Linked DNA regions of Mus musculus: regions 2 and 3 are each linked to region 1. Evidence: chromatin contacts called from public HiChIP or PLAC-seq and promoter capture Hi-C data. All regions are on one chromosome and are shown on one strand. Each heading gives the region's core, a stretch centred on a gene start, on an enhancer-like site or on the middle of the called end of the contact. The rest is flanking DNA. Distances are from core to core; before and after follow the strand shown. Region 1 holds the start of St13 (suppression of tumorigenicity 13). Region 2 holds the start of Csdc2 (cold shock domain containing C2, RNA binding). Region 3 overlaps Tnrc6b (trinucleotide repeat containing 6b).

The links. Promoter capture Hi-C pulls out the DNA fragments that hold promoters and counts their contacts. HiChIP or PLAC-seq counts read pairs in DNA pulled down with a chosen protein or histone mark.
Region 2: a contact with region 1 is called in a promoter capture Hi-C map of pre-B cells, with 4 times the contacts expected there. The contact joins the promoter of Csdc2 here to the promoter of St13 in region 1. A contact is called at or near these places in 10 of 39 promoter capture datasets (the C10 cell line, the HPC-7 cell line, erythroid cells and 6 more), 1 of 115 datasets of contacts at active chromatin or transcription factors (memory CD8 T cells) and 1 of 9 other capture datasets (liver).
Region 3: a CTCF HiChIP or PLAC-seq map of the NIH/3T3 cell line shows a contact between it and region 1, with 6 read pairs. The contact joins the enhancer-like site here to the promoter of St13 in region 1. A contact is called at or near these places in 3 of 39 promoter capture datasets (the 3T3-L1 cell line, frontonasal cranial neural crest and pre-B cells), 1 of 15 datasets of contacts at CTCF or cohesin (the NIH/3T3 cell line), 1 of 115 datasets of contacts at active chromatin or transcription factors (bone marrow-derived macrophages) and 1 of 9 other capture datasets (pancreatic islet).

The regions. Positions count from the first base shown.
Region 1 is chr15:81,397,673-81,402,727 of GRCm38.p6, reverse strand. It overlaps St13 (suppression of tumorigenicity 13), which reads left to right and starts at 3,034. Exons shown (of 12, transcript NM_133726.2): 1 at 3,034-3,243. The coding sequence starts at 3,134. Xpnpep3 (X-prolyl aminopeptidase 3, mitochondrial) reads right to left here and starts at 2,590. Exons shown (of 10, transcript NM_001347075.1): 1 at 2,441-2,590. The coding sequence starts at 2,504.
Region 2 is chr15:81,934,505-81,939,559 of GRCm38.p6, reverse strand. It overlaps Csdc2 (cold shock domain containing C2, RNA binding), which reads right to left and starts at 2,801. Exons shown (of 4, transcript NM_145473.3): 1 at 2,573-2,801.
Region 3 is chr15:80,884,833-80,889,887 of GRCm38.p6, reverse strand. Tnrc6b (trinucleotide repeat containing 6b) reads right to left here. Exons shown (of 25, transcript NM_144812.3): 11 at 2,855-2,929; 12 at 2,013-2,058; 13 at 733-869. Among named protein-coding and RNA genes, the nearest start is that of Mir5113, 53 kb to the left of the region's middle. Within about 2 kb of position 2,922, at least 20 of the 459 cell types and tissues checked have an H3K27ac peak or open chromatin away from gene starts, as enhancers often do. A contact at or near this core is called in the NIH/3T3 cell line and bone marrow-derived macrophages, where this site is marked.

The sequences.
Region 1 (5,055 bases), core at 1,785-4,284:
GCTCAAATTCAGAGATCCACTTGCCTCCACACTGGCTGGTTTTGTGTGCCAACTTGACACAAGTTGGAGTTACCACAGAGACTCCCTTGAAATACCTCCATGAGATCCAGCTGTAAGGCATTTTCTCAATTAGTGATCAAGCTGGGTCCATTGTGGGTGGTGCCAACCCTGGGCTGGTGGTCCTGGGTTCTATAAGAAAGCAAGCTGAACAAGCCAGGGGAAGCAAGCCAGTAAGCAATACCCTTCCATGGCCTCTGCATCAGCTCCTGCCTCCAAGTTTCTGCCCTGTGTGAGTTCCTGTCCTGACTTCCTTTGGTGATAAACAGCAATGTGGAAATGTAAGCTGAATAAACCCTTTCCTCCCAAACTTGCTTCTCGATGTTTTGTGCAGGAATACAAACCCTGACTAAGACACCTCCCTAGTGTTGGGCTTTAAAAGTGTTCACCACCATACCTGATTTCTTATGGTAGTTAGAGCAGCACCTGTCAACCTGTGGGTCACAACACCCCCCCCCCCCAGTGGGGGTTGAACAACCCTTTCACAGCAGGCCAGGATCTTTAAATCCTGTACACTGGCTATTTATATTACAATTCACAATAGTAACAAAATTACAGTTATGAAGTAGAAAAGAAAGTAATTTTATGGCTGGGGTCACCACAGCATGAGCTGTATTAAGGGGCTGCAGGTTAGGAAGGTTGAGAACCACTGCTCTAGAGGCTTTCTAAAGAAAGGCAACTACATGTAGTTGGCTAGGTAAGTTCTGAGAGGAGTGAATGATTAAACTACATTGTATGGAAGTCTCAATAAAAAAAAAAGTATATATTTTTTAAAGAAAGGAGTAACCAAAAACCACATATTTCAAGTCCTATTTATGAGACTCAAAACCTAAACTCCAAGGATAACAATAACTAAAATGTAAAAAAAATTAAAAAAAAATGCATTCCTCTCTTCTTTGCTGTGTTCTCTTATCAGCTGGATTGAGACTATAACCACTCAGCTGTAATGTCATTGGTGGCTTGTCTGCCTCCCCTTTGACTGTAAGCAACTGGGGTGAAGTAGAGATGCACCCTCAATAGCTAACTCAAAAAGTTCCTGGGTGAAACTGCACTTTCCGGCTCATGAAATGAGAAGTTGCAAAAGGATTCTACCGAGCAGAATTAAGACAAAGAATTGGTATAAAAGACTGGACACAATCACATAACAAACATCTGGCTTAACTGTGTTTCAGTCCCTCAGTCCCTCAGTGGTAAAGATTCAATGTCACTCCTTCATTGAAGCTAAAAAAACCGCAAACCATTTAGTGGTAATATAACAAGATGCTGAACTTACTTTTCCTCAGAAACAAACTATAATATATTTACTAGATTTTTTTAATGTGTTTTAGTCCTAAAGCTGGATCAAGTCAGGATTTACACGAAGCTACAAGAAAGTCAACGATCCGAAACAAAAAGCTGGTTCTAGTCTAGTCACAGTCTGTGGCCTGCCACATTTTCATTCATTTCCGTTAAAGGCACATCTTAACTACCAGGATTACAGAATAGGCTCCGTGCAATGGTGCAGTTTTAAATAGCGAATCCAAGTATCACATGCAAATATCAAGATCAATTTTAATGTCAAATACCCTATTTTCTGGTTCAGATTTTGCACACCTCGTCTGAAGTATAATCCAACATTAGGTCTCCTTACAAAGTAGGTGACTCACTCTCCAGTATAAAATTTTATGTTAGGTTAATTGCTCACCATATTGTACACGGAGGGTTCACATTCTCCGTGCTCTATCACCTTGACTGTTTATGTAAGACTTAGGCACGTCCCTCGCTTAGTTCTTTACAAACTGAATTGCACAAAGCATTTGTTTCTAGACGTGTTTCTTCTCTCTCTTTCTCTCTCTCTCTCTCTCTCTCTCTCTCTTTTCGAGACAGGGTTTCTCTGTATAGTCCTGGCTGTCCTGGAACTCACTCTGTATTTGGATCAGGCTGGCCTCGAACTCAGAAATCCGCCTGCCTCTGCCTCCCAAGTGCTGGGATTAAAGGCGTGCGCCACCACAGCCCGGCTCTATCTTTTGAGCTAGCTCTCCGATGAAACCTATGAAAAGGCGAAAGATTTACCCTGACCTAACACACACACACACGCTACTTGACATTAAACAATTTAGTCAAGTGTGATGATAAAAGCTACCAATTTAGAATTCGAGTAACTTTGAAGACAATCCCTTGGAGTTCCCTCCTCTTCAGTCACTCCAGCTTTCCCAGAATAACAGAACCTAAAGCCCACTCTTTCCCAGAGCAATCGATCAAAAGAAAAATCCGTGGGTGGTGAGGGGGGATCAGGTGCCGATTGGTGAAGAACCACGGATCATCAACTTGTAGCTCTTTGGGCTGCTTTAGGCTTTCTCCAAAGGAAGAACCTGAAGGGGACGCCGGCAGGAAAGACTCTAACCTGAGAGGCCGCGGAGCCTTGCTAGAACGGGAGCCAGCTTGGGGGTTGAGAGCAGAGACGGCATGGCCTGTAACCACTGGTCAGGAAAAGTACAAACTCTGGGGAAAGCCACTAGCACAGCCGCGTCGCCAGGAAACCAGTCAACTGCTCGGCCCCTTCCGGCAGGCGCGGCTCGCGGGCTTTCTTCCCGGGGCGGCGCAGAGCAGTGACGTCACTCGGCTAGGTTTTGGGCGCGCCGGCCCCACGGGCATTTATTTATTTTCCCCCCTCCTCCATGCGGCGTCTCGTTCTGCTTAATGCCCATCTTCACAGAAGAAATATCTTATTCCAAATGTCTCCCTATGTCCCGCTTGAAAGCGCACAGACACAAGGTCCTTCATCCATCCCGGGGAATTAGGTCAGAGGAAAGAATCCGAGTGAGACTGTTCGCCGATCGAAGCAGGCATTGTCACGGGCAGCTACACTTCTAGAAGGTTCTAGGCGGAGCACAGGTCCAGAGGTAGGAGTGGGAATGAGCGAGCGAAGGCCCGGGGTCACGAGGCCGTTGGGGGGGAGGAGCCAGCGGCCGGGGAGGTTCTAGTCTGTTCTGCCTCGCGGCAGCCGCCCCCTTCCACTTGGTCACGTTGAGCCGCTCCCGGGCCTGGCATCGTGCCTCCGCAGCCGCCCACCGCCTTCAGCTTCCAGCCTCCCACCATGGATCCCCGCAAAGTGAGCGAGCTTCGGGCCTTCGTGAAGATGTGTAGGCAGGACCCGAGCGTCCTGCACACCGAGGAAATGCGCTTCCTGAGGGAGTGGGTGGAGAGGTGAGAGCCCTGGGCCCCGTGGACCGTTGGGGACGGAAAGTTGGGGGTTGGGGAGTGGGCCCCGAGCTGGCGTAGGGAGGAGGGGAGCGGTTCTAGGCCCCTTCGTGGCTCTTAGTGGCTTCGAGAGGTTCTCGGAGGGATCTGGAGCGTTGGGCAACTTAGGGGTGGAAAAGCAGAGGTTAGAGTTGGTTCCCCCCCACCCCCCGCAGTTAAGTCTTTATGGGGGTGTGTTTGGGTTGTGAATATTTGAGCAGTGGAAATAATGCGCGAACGAAGACAAAGCTTTTACTAAGGGATTGTTTTTCTTGAACCTGGCGTCTTGTTTAAGTCGCATTGACCCATGTGTCGTTTAAAATATTAATAGTGGTAACTTATTTATTCTATAACTTCAGTTATCTGTACTTGGCCTTACAACGATTTTAATTGCATGGAATTTTGTTGGGAATTATTTATACCCACGTTAGTTGTAGCGCTGTCACTTCAGCTACTTTAGGAATTTTTTTTTTTCCTTCAAAGACCAGTGTGCTTGCAGGACTAACTGGAGAGTATTTCGCCTGCGTACTATGATTGTTGTGCCAGCTGCTGGGAAACAGTATTACTGGGGAATTGGTTTCTCCTTTTTGTTGTTTTAGTCTCGTTGATAAAAGATTTTAAAGACAGAATTAGAAGAAAGCTTAGGCACCATTAGAATTTGAGGGTGAAAAACGCAACAGTACAAACAAACTAAATCTCTACAGCTGCCAAGGGGAGGGAGGATGTTAAGTCATGCTTTCTGAATTAGGGTCAGCAATGGAAGCTCACCAGCACTTGTAGAAATGGGGGAGGGTCGGTCTTCAGAGAAAGTGCATGTTTAGGGTCTTTGGTTAATATAAAAAAAAAAGAGATGGGGAAAAGTAAAGTTTTATATATTTTTCAATTAGAACTTAGAAAAAACAAGCAGGCTGAGCCATGAAGGTCTGAAAGCAACTGTGTGGAGTGAAGGACTCAGGGACTGTATAAGCACTTTACTTCTTTAAAGATAATTATTCCAAGCTTTTTGCATATCTTCTGGTAAATCAGCCTTTCTGAGAGGTTGTTTTCTGGCCAGGTGATTGCAAGTCCAGATAGATTAAGGGAAGGAGCTAATAAATAATGTGTAAGTTTGTTTTTTTTTTTTTAAATTTTTTTTTTTTTTTTTTTTTTTTTTGCTGGTTGAGAACTTGCTATGTAGCCCTGACTGGCCTCAGGTTCACAGAGATTGCCCCTGTCTCTGTCAACTATTGGGATTAAAGACATTTGCCAACACACCAGCTATTTTATTTTTCAAGCTAGTTTATGTGTAGTGGGTGTTTTGCATGTATATGTATGCCTGATGCCCAGGGTTGTAAGAAAAGAGTATTCAGTTCCTTGGAACTGGTGGTTGCAAGCTATTACTGTGGGTGCTGAGAATTGTACCCTGGGTCTCCTGGAGGAGCAACAATTATTCTTAATCACTTAGTTATCTCAACAGCCCCAGTATGTAACGTTTTGGGTGGTTTAGAATACAGTCTTCTCAGGGAAAGGTGGACTAAGAGGAAGTGGCTTAACTTTAATGAAGCTCAACCCCTGATACTCTTCACCTAGAAAGGACCCTTTTATATGTTTAATTTTTTTTAAGATGTATTTATTTCGTGTATTTGCTTGCACTTTAATAAGCCAGGGTGGGGAATCTGATCCTTTGGAACTGTTGTCACAGACAGTTGTGAACCATCATATAGGTGCTGGGAAATGAACTTGGGGTCTCTGAAGAACAGCAGATACTCTTAGTTGATGAGATGTAATCTCCTTAACTCT
Region 2 (5,055 bases), core at 1,552-4,051, 540 kb before region 1:
ACCCGCCTGGTCTGGAAGCCCTCTTGAGCCCTGGGGAGGTCTGGAAGAGGGCTGTGTAGCCAAGGCAAGGAGAAAAAACCCTCAGTCCTCTGAACAAAACCTCCCACTACCGGCCTCCCCGGAGAACGATATACAGATCTGTAGAAGAACTGGGGAGCCAGGATTCGGGGTTCTATTTCTGGTGTTGTGCTGACTCAGACCATGACCTTGGGTGAATTACTCACCAGCTCTGTGAAGCTTAAAAACAACACCCCCAATAAAAGTGTTCCAGCTCCAAGTCCCATTATGGGGGTGCCACTAGGGAGGAATGGGTACAGTTTAAAAATAGAAAGACAGGGACCACAAGGAAGGTGGTGTGGAAGAGCTGAATGTCTCGGGCTTGTCGATGCTGAGTCCTGAGGAGGTGACAACCTTAGGACCACCAGACAGAAGTGGCACCTGCCTGCTTCCTCCCTCCCCAGGTTCCCAGACACGCCTTAGAATATACATCAGCTGCCCCTGCAGCTGGAGGTGACCTAATTAAAGCTGATTCCTTTCCCTCCAGTGTGTGTGTGTGTGTGTGTGTGTGTGTGTGTGTGTGTATGTGTGTGTGTGTGGGGGGGCTGTCCCAGCCAATACTAAAGATTAATTATTTAAGTGGCTCTTTACTCTCCTGCTCACAAGCCCAGGCAGCCCTGAGGCTCTGGTTATTAAGGCCTCTGGGCTTTCCTGGCATTAGTGGGGGAAGGGAAAGCCAGAAGACCCCGGGTCCCCAGGTCCTAGACAAGCTCCACCTCTCCCTGACCCTGTGAGCTTAAACAAGCCACCTTCCCCTTCTGGGTCCTCTGGAGAGAGGATCATACTGGCCAAAGTCACACAGTGGCCGAGTGGCAAGGTTCAGTGTGGTCTCAGAGTCCCTGGGCTTCCCAGGGTGTTAAGTCACCTTCTGCCTGGTGACTATCATATCTGAGGCAGGGGGATGTGTGCTGGCCACACCCTGGATTTCACTCCCTCACCTTGCTGTGCATTTCCCCCAAGCTGCCTATGCACAAGGCCCTGGGTTCTGGACACCAGGCTTGTGCCTGGTGATTGTGATTGGCTCAATTAGTCCAAGAGCACCCTCTGCTGGGCATCACCTGCACAAGGAGGGGGAACATAGGATGTGGGGCGGTGGGGGGCCACTCTGCCTTTGGATGGGCTGGCAAATATCCTTACTCCCCCATTTATCCATCCCTGTGGGTCCTTGAGGGCCACTAGGGAGCCCCCTCCCTAGCCAATAAGCATCTTCCAACCTTGTCCAGCCATCTTTCTCTAGGCCTGGGACAACTTGGCGTGTCCTCCTGGGACCCTTCGCCACTAGCTTCTGTTTGCACTAGTTTTGTCAAGGTGGGGCTGGAGAGACAAGGATAGGCAAATAGATGTTTTGGGAAAATGCAGTGTGGGGTAAGGACGGGAGGAGACACCCAGAACCTGGGCATTCATGTCCAGAGACCTCTGGGATGGAGTTGAATTTGGGAAAGAGCTCCCCCCAACCCCCACTCCCACCCTCCATCCCCACCTCCTCACTCCCATCCTTCCCAGGGAAAGGCCCTGACTGGATGGCATCTAAGCGAGCCAGTGCCAGGCTGTCGGAGAAGAGGGTGCCCACCTCCTACCAGGCACACTTCCTTCTCCCCTCCCCCAGCCCCAGCGGATGCAGCAGTTCACACTCTGGATTTATTATTGTTCTCAGTCCCGCTCTCCCTCCTCCCTGGGAAGCGCCTGCAGCCTGGCAGCCTGGCAGCCTGGCAGGAACCTGCTGTCTCCTTGTGGGTGCCAGCATGGTCCCTTATCTCCATTCAGTCTCCTTGTGCCAGGGTCAGACCACTTAGGGGCTTGATGCCAGCCAAGGCCAACCTGAGTCCTTGCATCCTACAGCAAGCAAGGGGTGTCCAGCAGCTGGTCTATCACCCCCTGTCCTACAGTGGGTTGCACCTAAGCAGAGGAGGAGGTCAGAGCTAGCCCAGCATGCGGGGGAGAGCAAAGACCCAGTGGGGTGGCATAAAGGCAAAAATAACACAGAGCCATCCCTCCAGCCAGTTGACACAATTATCTCTGCCACACTAGGGAAAAATAGAGTGAGGGAAGACAGCTGCTCTGGGTCCCTCTGCCTGCCCCAGGCGGTTCCTCCCCTCTGCTCTGGCCTCAAAACAGATTCCAGGGACAAAATCCAGCGGTGCTCCGGACTGGCCTTTTAGGGTCTGGAAGGAGTCCCGGCTTTCCCTCACCTAGTTCCCAGACCGGAGGCTGCGGCTTGGCAGGTAGCTGCTGTTACCTGCATCTCAACCCAGACGCGAGTCCCAGACACAGACATTCACACACATTCAGATGCGCGGGAGCCACTCCGCCTCAGCTCTTCTGGAGGGTCAAGGAGAGAGAAGGGAAGGGCGGTGGGCTCTACATCTCCCCCCGCATCCTCTAAGCAGAGCTGGGCTGGCTGATGTAGCGCTGCGACCTTTCCAACCTCAATCCACACATCCTTTCTTGGTACCATCAGCCCTCGGCCCCTGCCTCTGCCACAGTTTCCATCACCGGCTTCCTTCAGGTCCCTTACCTCGCCGTGGCAGCTGGGTCCAGGCACTGTCTCCTGTAGTGGGCAGCACCCGATCTCTCTGGACTGTGGAGCTGGCTCGCAGGGGTCACGTCTGGATAATGCACTCTCCGTGGCGTGTGTGTGTGTGTGTGTGTGTGTGTGTGTGTGTGGTGTGCAGGAGGCACCTCGGGCCCCTCACTCACTCACTCACTCACTCACACACGCCCTCCTGCTGACGTCAGGATGTGCTGGAGGGAGGGACTGGGATGGGAATTTGTACTCCTAGCTTAAAGGGACACTAAGCCATCTCTTCTCTGGCCCAGACACCACCTTGTGAGCCAGGCCAAGTGCTGGGTGAGTGGCTAAGCTGCGTCACTTTGAGCGTTACTGCTTCTTGTTTTGGAAAGTGGCTTTTATTGCTGGGCCAAGGTATAATTTGCTCTACCAGGTCAGGGTAGCTGCTGGGGAGTAAGAGGCAGGAAGAGCTAGAGACAGTGTGCATTCTTGGTGAGCGGGGTGCCAGGGAGTGTTTATGGTCAACGGGAGGGCCTGCAGGGTGGGAGGATGTATTCTGGAGAAAGGAGGCCAGAGAACAGAGGAGACCCTCTGGGAACAAGCCAGGTTCCTAGGGACTCCCAGACATTCCATTCCCTCTGCAGTCTGCAGCTGTGCTGAGCTCTGTCCCCTCAGATCATCTGAGATCTCCATTTGAAGAATGTGCTCAAATCTCTTTGGCACACATTAGGTCTTTGGGAGGGGCTGTGGAATCCAGGGGAAGAGAACTATAAAAGAATAATGAGTGTCTTTCTGTGTATGTTTCTTTCTTACACACACACACACACACACACACACACACACACACACACTCGCACACACATATACAGGGGGCAGTGGTGTCTGTGTGTCTGTGTGTCTGTGTGTACTTGTGGTTTAGGAGGCTTTTAGAAGTAAGGACTGACTCAGCAGATTCAGTCCAAGCAGTTTAGGTCTCTTCAGACAGTAAGACCTCAGCACACTCCCGCCCCCCAAAAAGCCGGGCAGTGGTGACACATGCCTTTAATCCCAGCACTAGGAGGCAGAGGCAGGCAGATTTCTGAGTTCGAGGCCAGCCTGGTCTACAGAGTGAGTTCCAGGACAGCCAGGGCTACACAGAGAAACCCTGTCTCGGAAAAACAAAAACAAAACAAAACAAAAAAGACCTCAGGCAAATCCCTAGGACCCCAGTGCTCCCCAAGAGGACAGTGCTCCCCAAGAGGACAGTGCTCCCCAAGAGGACAGTGCTCCCCAAGAGGACAGGTAAGGCTCAACCGTCTATGAGCTCAGGGCCAGGCTCCAGGAAACCTCTTCAAAGGGCTTCTCTGCCACCCCCCTGTCCCTCCTCAACCTCATCTTAGAGAGACATCTTCCCCAGGTGTCACTTTAGTACTACTGAGTCATGAGGAGGTGCCCTTTGTGCTGGCACAGACCTATAGGTCCCAGCCCTCAAGAGGATGAAACAAATAGATTTCAAGTTTGAGTCTACCTGGCTACCTAGAGAGGCAGTGTCTCAACAAACAAACAAACAAACAAACAGGAAAACAGACATGACAGGAGCTGGAGAGATGACTCAATGATTAAGAGCACTGGCTGCTCTTCCAGAGGGCCCAGGTTCAATTCCTAGCACCCACATGGCGACCCCCCAACTGTCTGTAACTCCAGTTCCAGGGAATCTAGCACTCTCACACAGATATAAATTCAGGCAACACACCAGTGAAACATGAAATAAATATAAGTAGGCAATTTTCAACAATTAGAAAGAAAATTAGACATGATGGGGGTAGACCTGTGATCCCAGCACCGAAGAGGCCAAAGATTGCTGTGAATTTGAGGTCAGCCTAGACTCTATGAGAAGACCCCAGTGTCCTAAAAACAAAACAAATCAAACAAACCAGTGCGCAGTAGTTACGCTGCTTTTCTGGGGAGCCTGCATGGGTCCCAGCTCCCACGTATGGCAAGTCCTAACTGCCTGCCACTCCAGCTCGAGAGGGTTCCAACTCACCTGCACATATGTGGCACGTTCTCACACAGACACACAGACATGATACACATAAACAAAAATCATTAAAAAAAAAAACAAAACTTGGAAAGACATCCACTGGAATGAAGGTAAAGGTATAGAGAAGAACGGTAAAACAAGTAAGGGAAAAACCCTAATGAGAATAGTTCAGATGGAACTCAATCTGTAGACCAGGCTGGCCTCGAACTCACAGAGATCTGCCTGCTTCTGTCTTCTGAGTGGTGGGAATGAAGGTTTGTGCTGCCACCACCTGGTGCTTTGACCATTTTTATGCATGTGACAGATCCGCTCATTTGTGTAGACCTTACTGTACTAGAGAGGAGAGGGAGGACACCAGGAAGAAGGATTTGCCTGTGTTAGTGACCTGGTTATAGGGCGTTGGGATCCAACACCACACATACCCACAAGCCCAGAAATGTTGTTGCTGTGGGTTTTTGTTTGTTTGTTT
Region 3 (5,055 bases), core at 1,673-4,172, 510 kb after region 1:
TTAGAAACCGTTTATCCACTGCATCAGGACAAGGGTTGCCAGACACTGTTTATGAGTCTACTTCCCATTACTCTGGTGGTGTGGCTCCTGAAGCAGAAGCCAGGCAATCTTCCTATGAATATGGTGTCACCTAGACAGGCAGCAATGCTATTGGCCCAGATGTCCATGTTTTGGTTTTAAATGTCTTGTGGGGCCCAGGAACACTATAAAACAGTATTTTGAATCAATAGTTTCATTAGAAATGTTAAAAAATCAGAACAAGTAAGTAAAAATTACTTGCTTCAATCAGGAGTGAGAATTTGATTTACCTAAACACAAACCACTAGGCAAGTAGGAAAGAGAGCGAGCTTTTCCAGACCTAGCACCAATCGTAGAAGATACAAATGTTTGCACAAAGTCCAAGTTTTGTCTGTAGCTGACAAAGCGGCAGGAACAAGAAGACTGAAGAGTAAACTTATCTCTAAAGTTTCTTCTCCATGTTCTACATGCCCATGATCTCCCTCAAAACTTAGAGCTCCATCACAAAAACATTAAGGACAGATGGCTCTCGTTCCTGCCCAATCACCTGTTGACGTCAGTTACTTTCCTGTCACCACATTAATATAGGGGATATTCATGTTTTACTCTGAGTTTGTAAGTTTATGCTTTCTCTAGAATTAGCTGCTACCACAGACAAATTAAGAACACAGTGACTCTCATAAACGACTATTTGAAACAAAGCATTCAACTCACCTTCTCAAAATAAGGCCCACTGTCTGTGGTTCCCAAGTCTTTGGAATTAGGTGGACGGAACCCAGGTCGATCCTTCCTCATGATATCATTAAAATCCCCGAGATTCATTGTTCTCTTGTCCACATCAAATTTCTTATCTGAAAGGACATAAATAAAAATGTCAGGAATCAATGTCCCCTCAAGAGCCACGTGTAGCCTGGCCCGTCTGTTCTCTAGGGACCCGGGGACAAAGCCTCTCTACTCTTTGGAATGAGCCTAGGAAGAATTCTCACTGGCTCAGGGTGCTTGCTCTGTTCCTGAACCGTTTTTCAAAAATTAAATATGTATCTGCTGTAGCTTGTCTACCATGGAACACTTGAGAGACTTGAAGCCAAATTGATTAAGCCAATATTTAGGTTAAAATTGACGTGCTGGGTGAGAATACATCTTGTTCATAAAGTCAAATCTTCTCAGTGAGAGACCAGTCTGTTTTGTTATGTTAGCACTTGTTAGAGACATTGTTAGAGTTTTAAAGCAATTATGGGGAATAGAAAGATCAGAGGCACTCCTGTTGCCTAAAAATGTAAAGCTTAAGACTTTAACACAGTTGAACATTTCTACAGTACTTGCTCAAGCTTCATCTGCATGTGTGATGCAGACTTCCTCCTCCTCCCTTTCCTTAGCCCTATAAATCTGCTATATGATGACACAACTGGGTTGCAGCTCAAACTACACAGTACCACTGCTATCCAGATTGTTCCCTCTTACTCTTAGTTTGATTCCTCTTATGTTCCTCGGGGTGAGCAAAAGCATTCCTGAGAAAAATCTCACAGACGATGGGCTGACCCCTGCATTTGCTCTGGTCACAACGGAAAAGTATGACAAAGATGAAAACCTTGGGGTACAGAGAGTCAATCTGATGGTCTAGTTTACTAGTATCACAGACATATTAAAATAATCTGAATCTAGCTCCCAGTACTTGGGAAAAAAATCTGGATGCTAATAAGGGATGGTGCAGTGAAGTTTGCACTTTTCATGTAGTAGAATAAGGTTGGCTTCTGAGGTGGACATACCCTCCTCACAGTTAAACCTAGCATTTAACATTCCTTCACATTCTCCTGGAACTTCAGTCATTTGAATTTTCAACCTCTATACTGCTTTAGTGCATGAAATCTGATATAAAATAAAGCAGTTAGCATCAAGCATGTCTATCAATCTGCCTCAACCCAAGCAGGGCAGGAGATGCCAAGGGCCTGGCAGAGCCGTGAACACGTTCCCCTCCTGTTTGTAGAGACACATACCTACAGACAAATCCATTTTGCTGCTTGGGTTATCCTCAGTTTGACTCTGAACAAAACAAAGCAAACACAAGTGAGTAAGGATTAAGGGAGGATACACGTTGTACATCAGAGAAGAGGCGCTCCTGCTCATGTGAGAGCCTCATGACCATAGGCACTCCACAAGAGCCTCTGCCGTGACCTTGAAACTGGAGTGAAGGCTGTAACATTTTTGCAATCACAATTTGATGGCCATCAAGGCTTAATTAAGTGTCTAACACATGTAATTACACATGTCAATTACACATGTAAGCAACATCAGTACAGCTATGGACAGAGGACAAGTTCAACAGCTGCCTGGAGAAATAAACTGCTTCTTAAGTATGCATAGTCAAACTCCACAAGTTGTAGCTAAATGGTGATAATATCTTCTTATGACGTGTCAGTGAGCAAATCTTAAACTGTGTAGTCAAATCATTTGTCTTTTGACAACCATGACCAGATGTCTTCACAGTGTTCCCAAGAGATAAGGAAAGTAAAGACACAGCACACATTTTTCTCTACATAATGAATCCCAGTATAGTGATTCTGATTATTTTTATTTTTAAAAATGATGTGCAGACACTAGTAACAAGTGTCCATTTAAGTGTCTTTGTTGTTTCCACCTTTCCAAGAGAAAAGATACAAAGACAATTCACTTTTAATGTTGGTATATATCACTTAATAAAATAGAAATACTGTTTAGCTCAGAGGGCCAAGAACACTGTTTAACCCATATTTAAATCTGTAATTTTGTACTGTACATGTGTACTTACTATGCCTGAAATTTGAGATTATGTTTATACATGAAGAAAAATGAAACTTACCAGCAATCCCATATTTGAAAACTGTTTGGCAAGAGGATTCATCCATGAATCATTGTTTCCTCCTTTTAGTGAGCACTACAGAATGAAACACATGACCTCAGTCACAGAGCTCATCACAACCTCCCAAACTATAAACCACACTGAAAATGCAAAGCTGAGAGTTCACCTTCCTGAACCTGATAGCTTTAAATGACTAGTAAGCCCTAGGTCCAGTCATGCTTTTACTCCTACTTATCATAGTGAAGTGGAAAAACAAAGTTTACTTTTTACATGCAAAGAAGTGGTATCAGACTGTGTAAGATGTCTACATACTGCCACTGCCACCTCCCGTAGGATGCTCTTCTGTGACCCCAGCAGGCTTGTAACAGGGAAAGAATTGCTACTGGTGCATGTTGTTTGGAAAGGAGCCTGTTTGAACACAACATCACTCTGTGTGGGGGCAATGTGGAATGCATCCAGAGAGCTCTTCATATGGTTCACAGCATGGAGGCCATCAGTTCTCAGTGAGAAAGAGGCCTGGAGGAAGCCACTATCCTTGAGCTCTGGCACAGTGGAAGGCAGGGATTAATGGGATGGGGGATGAGCTTTGTGGGCCTGCACATTCTATAGGTAAACATTCCATGTGCTATGATATGTCATACTTATTATTATTGTTGGTGTTAGTTGAGACAGGATGTCCTCACTCACTAAAGCCTAGAATATCTTGAACTCTTGATCCTTTTGCCTTTTGTCTTCGAGGGTTGTGATTACAGATATGAGCCACCACAACCAGCTTGCTCCATAAATAAGTGTATATAATATTATATACTTATATACAAATATATCTATATATTACAACATTGCATATTATATCATGTTAGATACAATATATAATTATAAATAACCTTTTAATTATATAATATATAAATTAATAATTAATTATATATTATGGTGATAGATATATATTTTATTAAGATTAAAGAAGAGTCCTGGCAAGCATGAGAGATAGTGAGTTTATTAGTGCAGAGCTTTCAGCGTTAGAAGAAAACAAACTGCATGTGAGCACACTCAGTGGCACTGACCTGCATATTGAAAAATGGTTAAGATGACAATTTTTACATTTTGTGTATTTTATCACATTAAAAAAAGTCCTAGGCTGGGTGTGGTGGCGCACACCTTTAATCCCAGCACTCGGGAGGCAGAGACAGGTGGATTTCTGAGTTCGAGGCCAGCCTGGTCTACAAAGTGAGCTCCAGGACAGCCAGGGCTACACAGAGAAACTCTGTCTCAAAAAAACAAAAAACAAAAAAAACACCACCACCACCACCAACAAAAAAATGAAGTCCTTAGTACTGAAGGTCAGAACCACTGGTATCGGAATTGAAATATTCAACTTCCAATTAAGCAAATCTTGGTTGCCATTTGAGTTGGGAGGATTCAATTAGGATCTTTTACTCAATTAATTTCGATCCACTGCTAATTTGTAAATGACCAAAAGATTGCCAAAGCAGGCCAGACACCATTAGAGTACCAAGACGCTGAGCAGTGTAGTGAGACTTCTTTAGTTGCTAGAGTGGAGGAAGGAAGTCATTAGGGAAGGGGAAACCCAGGAAGAGCTCCTTCAACCAATGTCTCCACAGAAAGCAACTGTTCTATCCTACAGAAGAAATCAGGGCCTTGAAACCCACAGCTTCAGGACCAGGGTGATGGTCAGGGGATGGTCTTGTGAGAGAGTTTCAGGAATCCAAAGCCTGGGAGGATTAGAAAGCATTTCATAGGGCAGGTTTTTCAGGTTAAAATGAAGCATACAGGTGTATCTTCCTTTTTTCTACTCTGTAATGTGTGTGTGTGTGTGTGTGTGTGTGTGTGAGAGAGAGAGAGAGAGAGAAAGAGAGAGAGAGAGAAGAAGAGGAGGAAGAACAGCAGCAGCATCTGTCAAGACAGTGGTGGCTCAGGTACACACATCATGGCTACAGATGAAGAACTAGTGGTCCTATGTAGCAGCAGCAGCAGCAGCAGCAGCAGCAGCAGCAGCAGCAGAGTGCTTGCCTAGCATTCTCAGTGTTCTGGGCTCCATCCCCTGGACTGTAAAATAAGTAATAAACCACAACATTCCAAGAGGAAACTTGTTATACGGGAAAGTGAGTTGTCTGGAAGACACAGCCTGGCCCAGGACGTGAGGAAAGAATGTAGTTATAGCAGTGCTGAAAACGGGGCTTTCA